2 separate regions of the Zea mays genome follow, and region 2 is linked to region 1. A link is a contact called in public Hi-C data. All regions are on one chromosome and are shown on one strand. The core of a region is the stretch at or near the end of the contact, and the rest is flanking DNA. Distances in the headings are between cores, read along the strand shown.

Region 1 (2,728 bases), core at 145-2,644:
GAATTGTTGGTCGGACGTCGTATGTGAAATCCATTTCAATACACTATACATTTTGGCGACAAATGCTGGTTGGTGCAAGTAGTACGCCCCAATATAAACTGAATTAATTCTATGCATGTCATAGGCCAAAATAAACTATCTAAATATATGTTACGTTATAGATAGCAGTGTGAACCTATATCATATCAAAGAGGCAGACTATCATAGTTTATAATGGCAAATACTCTATTTCACTTCTTTATAAAGTTAGTTAAATTTTAGATATTTTAAAAACTTTAAGACAAACCCAGGATATACACCTTGTATCTCAGAAGAATAGTGGCACTGTGATTGTAGACAAGCTAGATACGGTTCTTGCAATAGGCTGCCTACCTACGGCTATGACCCTTCCTTGGCAAGGTCTTCAAGTTGCCTCTTCCGATATATCTTGGTCACTTGGGGAATGTATAAAACATATACATACAGCACACTAATGTACTTTGATAAAAGATATACATACAGCACACTGATGTACTTTGAAAAGTCATTAAAAATCGAGTTAAACTAAGATAAATAATAATAATAAGCCGGGAGATATTTGGAAATTTGGACTAATGAAGCAGCGCTCCATTCTTCTTGAACCATGGAACAGCCCATCATTAACATGATAACATCGGATAAGGCCTCCTGCGTCGGGCCTACAGCGACAAAAAAAAAAGAAGCAGCCCAGCATTCAGATGGCCCGAAATGGTCTGAAGGCAATACCATAATCAACGGAAGTTTGCTAGAATTCGATAAGGATGTTCAGATGGCCCGAAATGGTCTGAAGGCAATACCATAACCAACGGGGTAAACTATACACGTACACAAAATTAGTTTGCTAGAATTCGATAAGGATGTCATATGTGCTGTGCTGTACGACGCTGCAAGCACGTAGAGGAGCGCGTGGTGTGAGGTGGCAAGAGAACTCAAGAAGGGTTAGATGGCACAAACATGACCTAGAGCTGTCACATTATAAAATCCATCCTCAGGAGTGGTGTACTAAATTTGCATGCAACTAAAAACATAAAAAATTACATGCGACTGAAAACATAAAATTTACATGGTTGTGTTTTTCTGAATGTATTTGTCTTATGTTTCAGTAATTTAGGTCTTGTTAGATAGAGGTCTGATCGGCTTTGATTTTAACTTGTTTTTATACATTAGAGCAGTGAGTCAAAATTTATTTGAATTTGAATCGCTCTAAAGAAGGGAAGAAGAATCGGCTGCGGACCATGAGTGACGTGGCCAAACTATTTGGACGCAATCGTTTTGTTGTAGCCACGTATGTCTTGGAAGCCCCTGGATAGCTCCCTTTCCTGGCTCGCTCTCAATTCCATCGGCCGTTTCTATTCCTTCCGTAAACCAACGTATAAACCCCTCTCTCTCCACAGCGGCGCGCAACGCGACACCTGTCTGCCTTCGCGGCGCCTCCCATTCTCTCTCTGACTCTCTCACTCGCCGTCGCGTCGCTTCCGGGTTCCGGTTCCGGCCCTGCTCGTGGGTTGCTTTGCTTCGGTTCTCCGGCGAGCGAGAGGGGATCGATGGACGCCACGGGGGCCGTCGGAGTCGGCGGCCGGGACGGCGAGTGCCACGCGGCGCAGGTGGTGGGCGCGGACGGAGAGATGGACGCGGCCGCGATCGAGCGGTTCGCCGCCGCCGCGGGGCTCCAGGGGCGGGGCCTCTCCTACGCCGTCGTCTCAATCCTCGGACCCCAGGGCAGCGGTACGTACTTACTTCAGCCGCGTCACCCTCCCCTGCTGCTCCTCCCCCCGGTCTCTCCCTTCCACTCTGCTTCTGGTACAAGGTGCTGCGGCCTGCGGCGTCCACGCTGGGTTTCGCGCAGACGGCGTAGTGAACGGATTCAGAGTTTCAGACATTCAGTTATGTCCCGGATGAAATTTTCGCGTCTTTGCTTACCTTCGTGTCAGTTGTTCGTGGGGATTGATCGGTGAAGGACCGACAATCACCCACGTACAATTACAAGTTGACAACCGTTGCCAATCTACGTCTAAATAAATATATTACATTATTACTACTGCACAGTTGATTCGTTCTCCGTCCATGTAGCGTGTAATGATCGCCGAGCTCTGCTAGGCTCCAGTTTCAATTCCGTCATTTAGCGATTTTGTCGGATTAGATTCAGGGCCCGTCTCTAATGGGTGCTGCTTTGTACGCCGGCCAGGGAAAAGTACCTTGCTCAACCATCTCTTCGGGACAAGCTTCAGGGAAATGGATGCCTTGAAAGGAAGGTAAACACTGTGCACAAAAGCATTTCTTGTTACATCATCCGCATCTGTGGTGTGATATGTGCTGCTCCTTCTGTTCCACGCCAGGCACCAGACCACCAAGGGCATTTGGATCGCCAAGGCTGCTGGGATCGAGCCGTTCACTGTTGTGCTGGACCTGGAGGGGACGGACGGGAGGGAGCGAGGGCAGGTGAAAGTTATTCTACTTGCAGCTATTTCTCCACTTAAATGTTCCCGGACAGTGTTCTTCTTTCTCATCAAATTGTGTTGTCCATGTTCGACATTGCTGTTTGACTGATGGGTGATGGTCCTCCGTGTATAGCATGTTCGCTGTGTTGTGCCTTGCGCATTACCATTACTCATTATGTGCTGACGGCTTGCCAAATCACAATTTCAAGTACCTGATTTGCTATGTACTATGGCATTTAACCTGTCAAGAAGAAATTGGTTGTGTTTATTAG
Region 2 (2,728 bases), core at 107-2,606, 240 kb after region 1:
ACAATTTAAATAAGTTAAAACACAAATTGTTTAAATTAGTAGGTGTGAACTTATCAAGTGCAAAAAAAAAAAAACAAATGAATGAGGCATCTTGGGTCCATTTTCACAAAATGGCAAGCAAACAATGCAGCATAAACAACAACGAGCTCATACTTTGGTTGTGGCAGGAAGCGTGAGAGCGGCAGCAATTTCATTGGGTCGATATAGAACTTGTCGCCTTCATTGTACGATGTTGCAATGATCCCCTCCATCATCTTCACAGAGAAATACTACACATACAAAAAAAGATCATATTCACGATAACATTAGTAGCATAGCTAAAGCAGAAATTCCAAAGTTCCCTCAACAAGAGTTGCCTTACTAAATGACACATCAGAATATCATGCTCCGTGTCGTCGTTTTACAGTACAAATGTGGCAACATATCCCAAAATCTTGGTGCACTGCTATTACAACAAGGACCTCACTACAAGACTACAAATATGCAAAATCGCGCACCAAATCCTCACCGTCTCTAAGCAAAACACCTTCAACAAGCTACGCCAATATTATTGCTCTTACCACATTAGAAATGCACCACAACCTCGAGTACCCACGAGGACGTAAAAAAGAGTAGTTTTTTTTAGATTAGGGAGGCGAGGAGGTGCTCACGGATTCGTTGATGGGGCCGAAGATCTCTTCAACCTTGCCGATCTGGGTCTTGTTCTGCAGATAGATGGGCGCGTTGAAGTAGGGCACCTTCTCGTTGGTGAGCTTCGTCACCGCCTCCCCCTCGCACGCGTGCAGGAACGTCGAAACCTCTGCGCACGCCAAGACAGACAGAAACCCCACCAGAAGGTCAGAAAAAAACGAGAATACCAGAAAAGGAGCCAATACCCTGACGGGGAGTGGGTAGGAGTATGGGTGGCACCGACCGACGACCTCCGCGGGCGGGCCCTCGTCGCGGAACCCGCCGCCGAAGCGGCCCCCGCCGCCACCTCGGCCACCACCGCTGAATCGGCCCCCGCCGCGGCCCCGGCCTCCTCCTCCGCCGAACCGGCCACCACCGCCTCGCCCTCTCGGTGGTCGCATGGCGCGCGGTGTGCTTCTGGGCTCAAGGAGAGCTGGCAACCCGGATGCGAGGATGGTCTTGGCGGCGGAGAGGGTGCGATGGAGGTGCAGGGTTTATTAGGGTTTTAGCATGGCGGGCGCGGGGTTTTGGTGTGGTGCATTAGGAGGCTGACAGGTGGGCCCAGGATGGTGGCCGTTGGATCGGTGGTTCTGCCGGGTAGAGGATCAGTGGACGGTGATGTGGACGCCCAGAGTCCTTGCCGTTGATGTGTGTCCTCAAAGATCGCGTAATCGACCGAAGCAAGTGAGGCTGTTCTCTTCACGTGTCTATGACATCTGGTCCTACTCGTCAAAGTCGATCTATCTCACATCGCATGTACTCCATGTAGCCACCAAGTCCAGCCCTTTTTCCCCAAAATCGACTTCCAATCCCGACGAAACCCTAGAAATCCTCCGGCATGATGTCCGCCGCCAATCCGCAGGTCAAGTCCACGCCGCTGCCTCCGCCCGCGGCGCCCACCGCGGCGTCGCAGAACCCGCAGGTCGCTGCCTCCAAGGCGTCGTCCTCTTCGACGTCCGCCGCCGACCCCAACCCAAACAAGCGGACCAACCCGGGCAACGCCGCTGCCGCCTCCGCGCCCCCAGAGCCTACCCCGAGCGTCAACGGGGAGGCCAGCCGCTCGCCTCTGGTCCCCTCGCCGCTCCCTCACCCTCACGAGCAGCACCACCCTCCGCCCGGCGCGTCGCCTCTTCTGCCGCCCCTGCCCCCGTCGCGGCCGCTGCTCACCGTAGCCGCGGTGGAGGCGGTGATAGCAGCCATCCCGCCGCCACCGCGGTACGGGCTGGAGGACCTCGACCGCCGCACCGTCGCGCTCTCTGACGGCACCGTGCGCACCTACTTCGCTCTCCCGCGCGAGCCGCCGCCGCAGCTCCGCCAGCCGCCGCCGCCGATACCCGCGCATCTCTTAGCGCCGCCACCGCCCCCACTGCCCCTGCCGCGCCCGTCCCTCGAGCGGTGGGCTCCTCCGCCACCCATGCCTACACTCCTGCCCGCTGCCGGGCTGCTTCCGCTGCCTGTTCCGAAACGGAAGTGGGAGGATCAGGTCAATGGTGTTGTGCCCTGGGAGTCCTCCGTAAGCACGCTGCAGAAGAAGTCTGAGGCGCATGCTGCGAAGCAGATGAAAGTGGAGAAGCAGGTGAAGGTGGAGGAGACGGGGGTGGACCCGAAGGTGCTGAAGAGCGCCTTTCTTAAGATGGTGAAACTGATGAATGAGAATGAAGCGGATAAGAAGAATTACTGGGCCAATGGGAAGCTTTCCCAGCTGAAGTGCCCTGTATGTCAAAGGTATGCTGAAAAATCTGAAAGCCCTGTTCTTGTCTTATGTCCGAAGATGCTTATTTGAGTGTCTACAACCAAGAAAATTAAAATGTTCATGCCTAGCGTGATACAACATATAACACTGTTTGATGAACATAACTTTGTCGGTAGTATCTTATTATACCTGGCCATCAGTGCCTAGCTGTGGTCATATAGCCCCCCCCCCCCCCCCCCCCCCACACACACACACACCGGAAAATGCTCTTAGGCTATTTAGTTGAAAGAGAACCTTTCAGATTATGTGACATGTCTATACATCCTATAGTGTGTACTTGTGTAGGCCTGTGAGGCTGTGACTATG

What was found. Hi-C and Micro-C count contacts between places; a contact is called where the count stands out from the background.
Region 2: a contact with region 1 is called in a Hi-C map of leaf, with 4 times the contacts expected there. The contact joins the promoter of LOC100276768 here to the promoter of LOC103654528 in region 1. A contact is called at or near these places in 6 of 25 Hi-C or Micro-C datasets (ear, leaf, root tip and 1 more).

What each region holds. Positions count from the first base shown.
Region 1 is chr4:208,136,359-208,139,086 of Zm-B73-REFERENCE-NAM-5.0, reverse strand. It overlaps LOC103654528 (protein ROOT HAIR DEFECTIVE 3 homolog 2), which reads left to right and starts at 1,394. Exons shown (of 22, transcript XM_008681363.4): 1 at 1,394-1,743; 2 at 2,204-2,270; 3 at 2,355-2,457. The coding sequence starts at 1,563.
Region 2 is chr4:207,891,476-207,894,203 of Zm-B73-REFERENCE-NAM-5.0, reverse strand. It overlaps LOC100276768 (XS domain containing protein expressed), which reads left to right and starts at 1,356. Exons shown (of 3, transcript NM_001150482.2): 1 at 1,356-2,394. The coding sequence starts at 1,508. LOC100273853 (putative H/ACA ribonucleoprotein complex subunit family protein) reads right to left here and starts at 1,150. Exons shown (of 4, transcript NM_001365801.1): 1 at 914-1,150; 2 at 651-799; 3 at 154-269. The coding sequence starts at 1,070.